2 separate regions of the Mus musculus genome follow, and region 1 is linked to region 2. Evidence: chromatin contacts called from public promoter capture Hi-C data. All regions are on one chromosome and are shown on one strand. Each heading gives the region's core, a stretch centred on a gene start, on an enhancer-like site or on the middle of the called end of the contact. The rest is flanking DNA. Distances are from core to core; before and after follow the strand shown. Region 1 overlaps Pdpk1 (3-phosphoinositide dependent protein kinase 1). Region 2 holds the start of Prss21 (protease, serine 21).

The links. Promoter capture Hi-C pulls out the DNA fragments that hold promoters and counts their contacts.
Region 1: a contact with region 2 is called in a promoter capture Hi-C map of cranial neural crest. The contact joins the enhancer-like site here to the promoter of Prss21 in region 2. A contact is called at or near these places in 9 of 39 promoter capture datasets (the 3T3-L1 cell line, the C10 cell line, the HPC-7 cell line and 5 more), 1 of 15 datasets of contacts at CTCF or cohesin (the NIH/3T3 cell line) and 1 of 484 Hi-C or Micro-C datasets (embryonic stem cells).

What each region holds. Positions count from the first base shown.
Region 1 is chr17:24,117,741-24,122,788 of GRCm38.p6, reverse strand. The region is part of intron 1 of Pdpk1 (3-phosphoinositide dependent protein kinase 1); the gene reads left to right. Among named protein-coding and RNA genes, the nearest start is that of Gm33409, 21 kb to the left of the region's middle. Within about 2 kb of position 1,313, at least 13 of the 459 cell types and tissues checked have an H3K27ac peak or open chromatin away from gene starts, as enhancers often do.
Region 2 is chr17:23,865,723-23,870,173 of GRCm38.p6, reverse strand. Prss21 (protease, serine 21) reads right to left here and starts at 2,102. Exons shown (of 6, transcript NM_020487.4): 1 at 1,977-2,102; 2 at 1,849-1,875; 3 at 1,393-1,558; 4 at 532-815. The coding sequence starts at 2,079.

The DNA.
Region 1 (5,048 bases), core at 64-2,563, 250 kb before region 2:
GTCCTATGTGAAGCCGATAGTTGTGAAATTTCTTAAGATTAACAAACCTCAGAACACAACAGGGTATGTATGTGGTCAACCTGACCCTGTTCTGTGTCAGTGACTGGCAGGCATATTACCGTAACAATATGAAATAGCTGACAGGCATGGAACAAAATGACTATAGCTATGCTAGGGAAGTAGCCTTCAATAGGATTAAAGGCATGGGCTGTCATGACTGACCTGATTTTTTTTTTTTTCCTTTTAAATACCTGAGAACCATCTTGTTCAGGAACATCACTACCCAAGCCTCTCTCGTTGGGCAGACCAGGCTGCCCATGCATGGTTAACTTGCTACCTACCAGGTATTTAGGGACTGAGGTGCTTTACCAATGTATGGTTCTACAGTTAGCAAAAATAAGCCTTTATGTACCTAGAAATTAGTCTCTACCAGAGGGTTAGTGAAGCTACTGTCTGAAGCTCCAGAAAACTTCTGATATGTGACTTGAGATAAGGCAGAGAAGAAACCCGCCAATTATTTGTTTTCTTTTGCCTTCATATTTGTTTGTATCAGTGTGTTTGCTGATCAAATGTTTGTTACGTTTAGCAATTTTGAGCTGCTTCATAGATTGATAATTTCTTAAAACACTCAGCAGAGCAATGTGTTGCATTCTTCTATTGAGTCTGGTTTTGGTGGACACAGGAGTAGTTTGCCAACATGTATGTCTATGTATTACATGCATGTTTGGTACCCTCAGAGGCCAGAAGAGGGCAACAGATCCCCTAGACCTGGAGTTAGGTGGTTGTGAGCCAGCATATGGGTGCTGGGAACCAAGCCTGTATCCTAAAAATGCATCCAGTTCTCTTAAGTGGTGAGCCATCTTTTCATTCCCATGACCCTCTGTATTTTCATCTAAGAATGAATATGTCACCAGGCATGGTAGTGCATGCCTTTAATCTTAGCACTTGGGAGACAGAGGCAGGTAGATCTCTGTGTGTTCTAGGACAGCCAGGCTTACAAAGAGAAAAACCCTGCTTCAAAAAACCAAATCAAACCAAAACCAAACCAAACCAAAGAAACAAAAAAAAGTATCTCATTAATTTTCCATGAATTTCTATTTAAATTTTTTTTACTACTTTTGTGTATGTGAACAAACATGTGCCATAGCATATGGTGTATTTCCTGTTCTGCTCAGGTACATGAATCTGGGAGAGCAGAGCCTAAAAATGAAGTGGACTAAAGTCTCATGCAATTGCCAACTTTATTCAGAGTTAAGAGGAGTCACCTGAGCAAAGTGTACAATCACAAGTACAAAAACCGCACATGGCAAAACCAGGTTTTTCTGTATGGACATAATGAATAACAACAGCTGGAGTCAACTCACTTGTATCCGGAGGAGACAAACACATTCCAAGAATAATTCCAGGCTATTGAAGAAACTGTAGTCAGAAGACTCTTGCCATGGTTTCTTTTCTCACAAGCACTCAGAATTCTTGGCTTGTGCTTAGATGGGTAAAACTCAGAGGACAGCTTGTAGGAGTCGATTCTCTCTTTCCTATGTGGGTTCTGGGGACATCAAAGTAAGGTCATCAGGTTTGATATGGCAAGCACCTTTACCCACTGAGCTATCTCACTGGCTCAGAGTTTCTGCTTCCTGAGAGTGAGATGGTTGAACTCAGTACTTGGGGTGGGGGGTGTCTGACCAGTTGCAAGTCCTCAGAGAACGTCAAGTGTATTCTACCAGTTCACTTAGAACCAGGATACCAAGGCATAGTAGGTAGGAGACTCCAGGAGGGGAGGTGCCACACTGACTTGTCCATATCTGGTATGAAATTGCCAGTGAGGCAGGCTGAACCTGCTGCTGCTCCTGCTGCTGCTCCTGTTCCTCCTCTTTCTCTTCCTCTTCCTCTTCCTCCCTCTCCTCCTCCTTTTGGTGGTGATGGGAGTGGTGGTTGTGGTAGGGTTTATCTCTGTAGCCCTGATTATCTTGGAATGTATCCTGAGACCTGACTGGCCTAGAGACCTCAGAGATCTACCTGTCTCTGCTTCCCAAGTTATGGGAATTAAGGCATGTGCCAACATGTCTAGCTGAAGCTTCCATTCTTAATTGCAAAAGTGAGTGACTAGGAATTAGGGTTTTTATTTTGTTTCTTTTGTTTTTCGAGATAGGGTTTCTCTGTAGCTCTGACTGTCTTGGAACCCACTCTCTAGACCTGGCTGACCTCAAACTCACAGAAATTCACTTGCCTCTGCCTCCTTAGTACTGGGATTAAAGGTATGTACAACCACCACCTGGCTGAGAATGTGGTTCTGGAAACAACAAGGTGTCTGTAGGACAGGCATAGGTTTGTTTGCTTGTTTATTTATTTATTTAAGACAGGGTTTCTCTGTGTAGCCCTGGCTGTCCTGGAACTCACTCTGTAGACCAGGCTGGCCTCGAACTCAGAAATCTGCCTGCCTCTGCCTCCAGAGTGCTGGGATTAAAGGCGTGCACCACCACTGCCTGGCTGGTTTATTTATTTTTATGTGTATAAATATTTTCCCTGTGTGCATATATGTGCACCATATGTACATCTGTTGGATTTCCTAGAACTCGGGTCAGAGATCTTTGTGAGCCACAATATGGATGCAGGGAATCAAACTGGGATCCTCTGGAAGAGCAAGCAGCCAGTGATCTTAACTGCTGAGTCATCTCTCCAGCCTTGAGGTGTTTTTGTTTGTTTGTTTGTTTGCTTGCTTGCTTGCTTGTTTTGTTTGCTTTTGATGAGATCTTGTCGTATAGCCTTGGCTGTCCTGGAACTCTCTATGTAGACCAGGCTTGGTCCTGGTCCATCTGCCTCTGCCTCTGGAATGCTGAAATTAGAGATTTTTTATTATTGTTTGTCTTTGAAATGTAGTTTTACCCAGACTGATTTGCTCAAACTGCTGGTGATACTGTTAAGTGCTAGGGGCACATATGTACACCCAGCTGTGGTGAATGAGGTGCTCTGACTTCCAGAGAGAAGAGGGATAGTAGACTTGCTTTTTGTTGCTTTAAATTTCAAAATTTGTTGAGTAACCAGAAACGTTAGCTTACCATGATTTTGGGTTATCATATTGGCAGCAAAGTTGATGGGGCTATACCTCAAGGGGGTGACTCACCGCCTGACCCAAATCAGCTAGGTTTTCTGAAGACAGCAGGGCCCCCTTGGCATGTGGCCCTCTGGGCAGTGCGTGTCTTAACAGACTGTGGTAACAGTCTGAAAGAGCTATGTATGATGCTTAATCACCCACCTAAAAATGATACAAGATATGCTGTTTCTAATAACAGCTGTAGTACAATAAGCATGTAGACTCTACACTTGAAGGCTTTTTTCTTCAGGCATTCCATTTCGTAGCTGATGCTTTAAAATGTGATATTGCAACTATCATTACCTTTTACTACAGAAGTAAAGTCAGTCATTAAAACCATAGTGATGGTTGCATGTTAGGACAGCATTGAGGGAGGTGCAACCATATTGGCCTTGTAAAAATCACCCAGCTAAAGATCCTAACTCTTGAGTTTTCTGGGGCTGTGGAGTTGATGACATACTGTGAGCTGTGTAAATAATGCAGTGCCTGCTAAGAGAGGTGTACCCAAGGGTGAAGGAAGCAGAATCCTGGGGCTCTTTGGTTGGAAGTAGATGGTGGTATTTACTAAAAGTGCTGCTCTGTGGTGTGTTTTCAAGTAGAGTGCCATCCCCCAGTTCTTCTAGGGCCACCCATTGTAATTCTGCATTTCATTAATATGTACCCTGCTTCTGACTGCTGGAGCCTCCTATTTCTTGCCTATAAAACTGATGCCAGATTGGCTTAGCTCAGGCTTCAGAGCATTTTTTTACTTTCCCACAACATGCTGATGGCTTCAGACATGTGTCAGCAGCAGAGACATATAGTTTTGTGTTGATTTATATTGAAGTGCTAAGTACCTTCAAAGAAAAGTTTATTTTGGGCTGGTGAGATGGCTCAGTGGGTAAGAGCACCCGACTGCTCTTCCGAAGGTCCGGAGTTCAAATCCCAACAACCACATGGTGGCTCACAACCATCTGTAACAAGATCTGATTCCCTCTTCTGGCGTGTCTGCAGACAACTACAGTGTACTTACATATAATAAATAAATAAATAAAAAAAAGAAAAGTTTATTTTTACTTTTGACCATTCTATCTATTTATCTATCTATTTATTTATTTTTAAATTTATTTTTGAGACATCATTTTATGTTTTACTATGTATCCCTGACTGGCTTAGAAATTGCTGTGTAGATCAGGCTGGCCTTGACCTCCGACAGAAATATGCCTTCCCTGACTCTTTTCTCCCAAATGGCTTTAAACTTAAATATATAAATAAATAAAATAAATAAGTTTAAAAATCAGCAGCTGGAGAGATGACTCAGTGATTAAGAAGCTCGTTGGCTGCTCTTCCAGAGGACCTAGGTTTGGTTCCGAGAGCCCACATCTTTGCTAACAGCAGTTTGTAACTCCAGTACCAGGGCATCTGACACCCTTTTCTGATCTCCACAGGCACTGCATGCTTGTGGTACACAGACATACATACAAGCAACCCATACGCATAAAAACAAGTTTTTAAATTAAAAGTTTACCATGTTATATATATATGGATATTTTTCCTGTATATGTCTATATACCATGTGGAGTTGCCAGAAGAGGGTGTCAGATCCCCTGGAACTGAAGGCATAAACTGTTGTAAACTATCATGTGGATACTGCAGATTGAACTGATATCTGCTGGATAAGGCTGTCAGGTGTAGGACCAAATCTAAACGCCAATCCTTCAAGAGGAGCACATGGTACTAACAGCACAAGTTCCATCTGAGAAACTGGCAAATATTCTTTCCCAGAGGCTCTCAACTAGGGTCAAACCTGTTAAGGACTAGATTTGGTATTCTCACACGTGGGGAAAAAATATTAATGGCAATCAGCAAACAGAGGCAGTGACCCCATTAAACATCCTAGAAAGAAGAGGATACCCTTACAACAAAGATAAATTAGGCCCAAAAGTGAACAGATCTTGTTAAGAACCTACTTTGGTCT
Region 2 (4,451 bases), core at 853-3,352:
GAGAACTGAGCAGGGTCACTCCAGGATGTAAGAGCTAGGGCACCTAGAGGGAAACCGTTCTCAGTGCTCCTTGGGGTGGGGGTGGGGGCTTTGTGCAAGGGTTCCTGCTGAGCTGCAGGCAGGCACGTGATTAGACCTCCAAAGGGATTTCAGGGGTGCACCAAGAAGGAGTGTGCACAGTCGGAATTTTGGGTGGGTGGAGCAGGCAGAGTGAGTGTGTTTCCTGTCTCTCACTGATGATTGATTGGTGCCTGCCAAAGTGGGTAGATCATAAAAGCTGTGTTGTAGAAGCCATCCTACAGGCCCTATGAGGTCCCCACCCCTTCAGGCCTCCCTGGCACCTCTGAGTTCCTGTCTGGGAGGAAAGGACTAGCTCCTGTCCTTCTTGCAAGCAGAAGTAAGGAAAATAAACAAGAAAACGTTGAGTGAGCGAGAGGGGGCTCCGTGGGGCCTCAGAGCCCAGGGAGGGAGGGCTAATGTGAAAGGTTAGGGTAGTGCCCCTCTCCCCAACCCGTCTGTACCCAGCCTCACTCTCATCTTCTCCAATAGCCCCCCAGCCGGTCACCCAGCAGTCAGTTCGGTTCTCAAACTTGTACGTGGAGTTCAGGAGGCAGATGGGCTGGATGAAGTTATTGTAGGTGACTGGAGATGACAGCTTCAGCAGGGCTATGTCATTGGGATACTGCTCCGAGTACTTGGGGCTCAGGAAAATATCTTCTATTTGGTAACGGTTGGAATAGGCCTGTAGGTTCCAGAGAGATGGCCTGGATGTCAGCTCACCAAACTGGACTGTCCAGTCAAAAGGATCGTTATCCCTGACAGAGAAGGAGAGAGCAGTTCAAGCCACCTGAGCTCAGCTGGGCCTCTCTCTGAGGCGACGACTACCTCACGTTCATCCTTAGCATAACTGCCCAGTCCTTATGGGCCAAAAAGCCTCCTATAGGGGCCACAGAACCCAGAGAGGCTGGGCAAGAGAGCCCTTGCTCCCGGGCACTGAGTGAAGAAGCAGAAGAGTGGCTACCCCAGTGGTCCTGTGTCTGTTGGAGTAGTCCTAAAGACAGAAGGTGAGTCAGCCTAGGGGAGCCCCCAAAGGAGCTGTAGTCCCCAAAGGAGCTGAGCAAGTGTGGGGACTAGTGTAGGGATATTTGGGAAGGACTTGAAGGAAAAAAAGAGCAGTCAAAGCACTCAAAGGGAATGAGAATGTCCTGAAAGAACATTCTAGAAGAACTGGAAGAGGATTCCCTTTCAGGGGCAGTAATGTAAATCTTACAGATCTAACCCATTTCAGCTACTCCTGAGGCTGCACTAAAAAGCTTACCCAGGTGTCAAACTCAGGGCCAAGGTTACTAACCTTCCCACCCCTCAGCTGCCCAGGCTTGACTCCAGACTCACTTTTGGAAGCAGTGGGCAGCTGTAAGCACCCAGCGGCGGTTGAGCAAGGTTGCGCCACATAAGTGGTTGCCCCATACACGCAGGCTCCCTTGCCACGGCCAGCGGCCAAGCTCAGCATCATCGCCACCCACTATACGGGAAGGGATGGTCCTGTGACCGCAGGGCCCTGTGAGGAGGATCAGACCGGAGCAGAGATTTTTTTTTCCCCTCCCACCCACCACCACTGACACTTTTTAAGCCACGGGCAAGGAAAGGGAGGGACTTCCTGAGGGTCTGCTGGGACACCCTCCATATGATCGGTGTGCACCTGCCCCCAACACCCCCACCCCGGGGCAGGGGTGTGCGTTATTATCAAACACAGTTGAGTTCTCGATCCTGGGGCAAAGGAGAGGAATACTTGAGGTGCACCCCCGACGCAGGCCCACCACGCAGGAAAACACGTTCTGAGCACCTTACCTGACAATAGGTCGGGTTCCTGCAGTTCTGGGTGGAAGGGAGAGAAGAATAAGCGACACTTCGCCCTCACTTCCCCATCTGCCTGTCACTGCCCCCAGTCTCACAACAGTACCCCCAGAGCAGCTCACCGGGTTTCTCAGGATCCACCTGCAAATAGGTTGACTGTAAGGCCATCGCCGCAGTCGCCACAACCACCAGCAGTGGCACCAACGTCTTGCCCCGCGCGCCCATGGCCACCTCTCCTGCCACCTGGCACCCCCTCTTACTTCCTGCTACGCCAGGCCCGCGCCCACTCTGAAGAAGACGCCAATCCCTAGGCCCAAGGATTGTCTGGGGACCGTGGTGTCCTAACACTGTCTTCCAGGGCATCCATTATAGCTGTTGGTATGGCACAGCAACCTTAGTGAACGGGAGCAGTCCTTGTGTATTCTGAGCTCAGTGGGTGGCGGTTGCCTCCCCTGTTGCCTTCTGCCCCCTGCCCACGACTTCCTTCAGGATCAAGCTTAGCCAGAGATCCCCTCAGTTAGGTCCATGAGTAATACTTCTGAGGCCTGTCCCTGTTGGGATCAGCCAAGAACTTGCTCCTTCACAGGACTATATTGGCAAAACCGAGGCACCTGTGCTTTCTCCCTTAGCAGGCCAGCCCTGAGCCCTGCCGCCTTCGGCTACTGCTGCTTCTCTTTAATAGCCTTCCTCCTTGTCGCGTCTTTTTAAATATAGTTTCTTTTCTTTTTTCTTGTTCTCTATCTTTGTTGGTTTTGTCGTTGTTTGTTTTTCTTTTCGAGTCAGTGATTTATTTTGCATCCCACACTGGACACAAGTCTATGATTCGACTAGGTTTACAGACATGTGCCTCCTAGAATTTCTTCACACACACACACACACACACACACACACACACACACACACACACACACACACGTAAAGACTATCAAAAGATTTTAAGACTATCAAAAGATTATGAAGAGATATTATTATTTTGTTTTTCCATACAGGGTTTCTCTGCATAGCCCTGACTATCCAAAAACTCACTCTGTAGACCAGGCTGGCCTGGAACTCACAGAGATCTGCCTGCATCCTGGCTGGAATGAAAGGCGTGCGCTACCACCACCCAGCAGAGAGAAAGTTTTTAATTAAACATTTATTTTTCTCCTTTTTTGTGGGGCTTGTTTGGTTTTAGGGTTTTGTTTTGTTTTGCTTTTGTTTGTTTGTTTGTTTGTTTTATGGGGTGTTTGGTTGGTTGGTTTTGAGGCAGAGTCTTACTACAATAGCTCTGTCTGTCCTGGAACTCTCTATGTAGAACATGTTGGTCTTGAAGTCACATTGATCTTCCTGCCTCTGCCTCATGAGTGCTGAGACTAAAGCCATATGTCACCATGTTCAGTTTATTTTCTCTGAAAAAAAAAATTGCTTGTGAGTGTGTGTGTGTGTGTGTGTGCACGGGCTTCCACACGTGCATGCGCAACCATTTACATGTCCATATCGGAGAGGCAAAACCAGGGATTTAAGGCATACGGTGCCATGCCTGGCTAGCATGGGCTTAGTACATGCAGACATGGTGCAGCAATCAGACTAGGTTAAATGGTTAGATCCATACCATTCACCGTTTCTTTGTGCTGGAAATTTTCTCTCTACTATTCTGAAACAATGGTTGTTGCCCATAGTTCACCCCTCATGTTTTGGTACTTTAGAAATTACTCTTTCTACCCTGGGCCCCATCACTCAGCCCTCTCTCCACCACCCTCCTCTGCGGCACCCCTGACTCTGGCTACCTCTCTCTGGTTCTACACTTTGAGATTAACTTTTATGGTATTTGATTTTTGTTTCGGGTTTGTTTGATTGTGATGAGATGAACCTCGGGGCCTTGTACACGCTAGGCAGGGCCTTTCCCAATAAGCAACATGCCTGGCTCTTGGTATTTATCCTGTGTCTGATTTAATTCACTTATGCAATGTCCTATAATCTCATCCATCATGTTGCTGCAAAGGACAGGATCTTGGTCTATTTGTGGCTGAATAATATTCAATTATGTGTTTGTACCACAGTCTTTATCCTGCGTCCATTGACAGATGTCCCTGCTGAGCCAGTGTTCTGGCTGCTGTTCTGGCTGCTGTTCTGGCTGCTGTTCTGGCTGCTGTTCTGGCTGCTGTTTCAGTGAACAGGTTCAGACTGAAGGTCTGGGTTAAATATTTTTCATCTTTCAATTAATTTCTTTACTAATGTACAAATGTAGGCTGTGTCAATATTTTCATCCTGTGTGCACCATTGTGCTTCATGCATGTTCTCCCACAGTCTTTGCCCCTTCCCACTTTCCCACTGGTCCCCTTCCAAGTAACAAAATCTTACTGGAGGTCTAGAGAAAGAAGGCTCAGCAGTGAGGGGCACTTGCTGCTCTTGCCTAGGACCTCAGTTTGGCTCCCAACCCTCACAGGGCAGCTCACAAACATAGGTAAGTCCAGTTCTAGGAGATTTGACCTCTGATATATGTGGTATACACACACACACATTCATGCACACATATACACACATGCATACACATACACACACGTGCACACACATACACACACATGCACACATATACACACATACATACACACATAAAT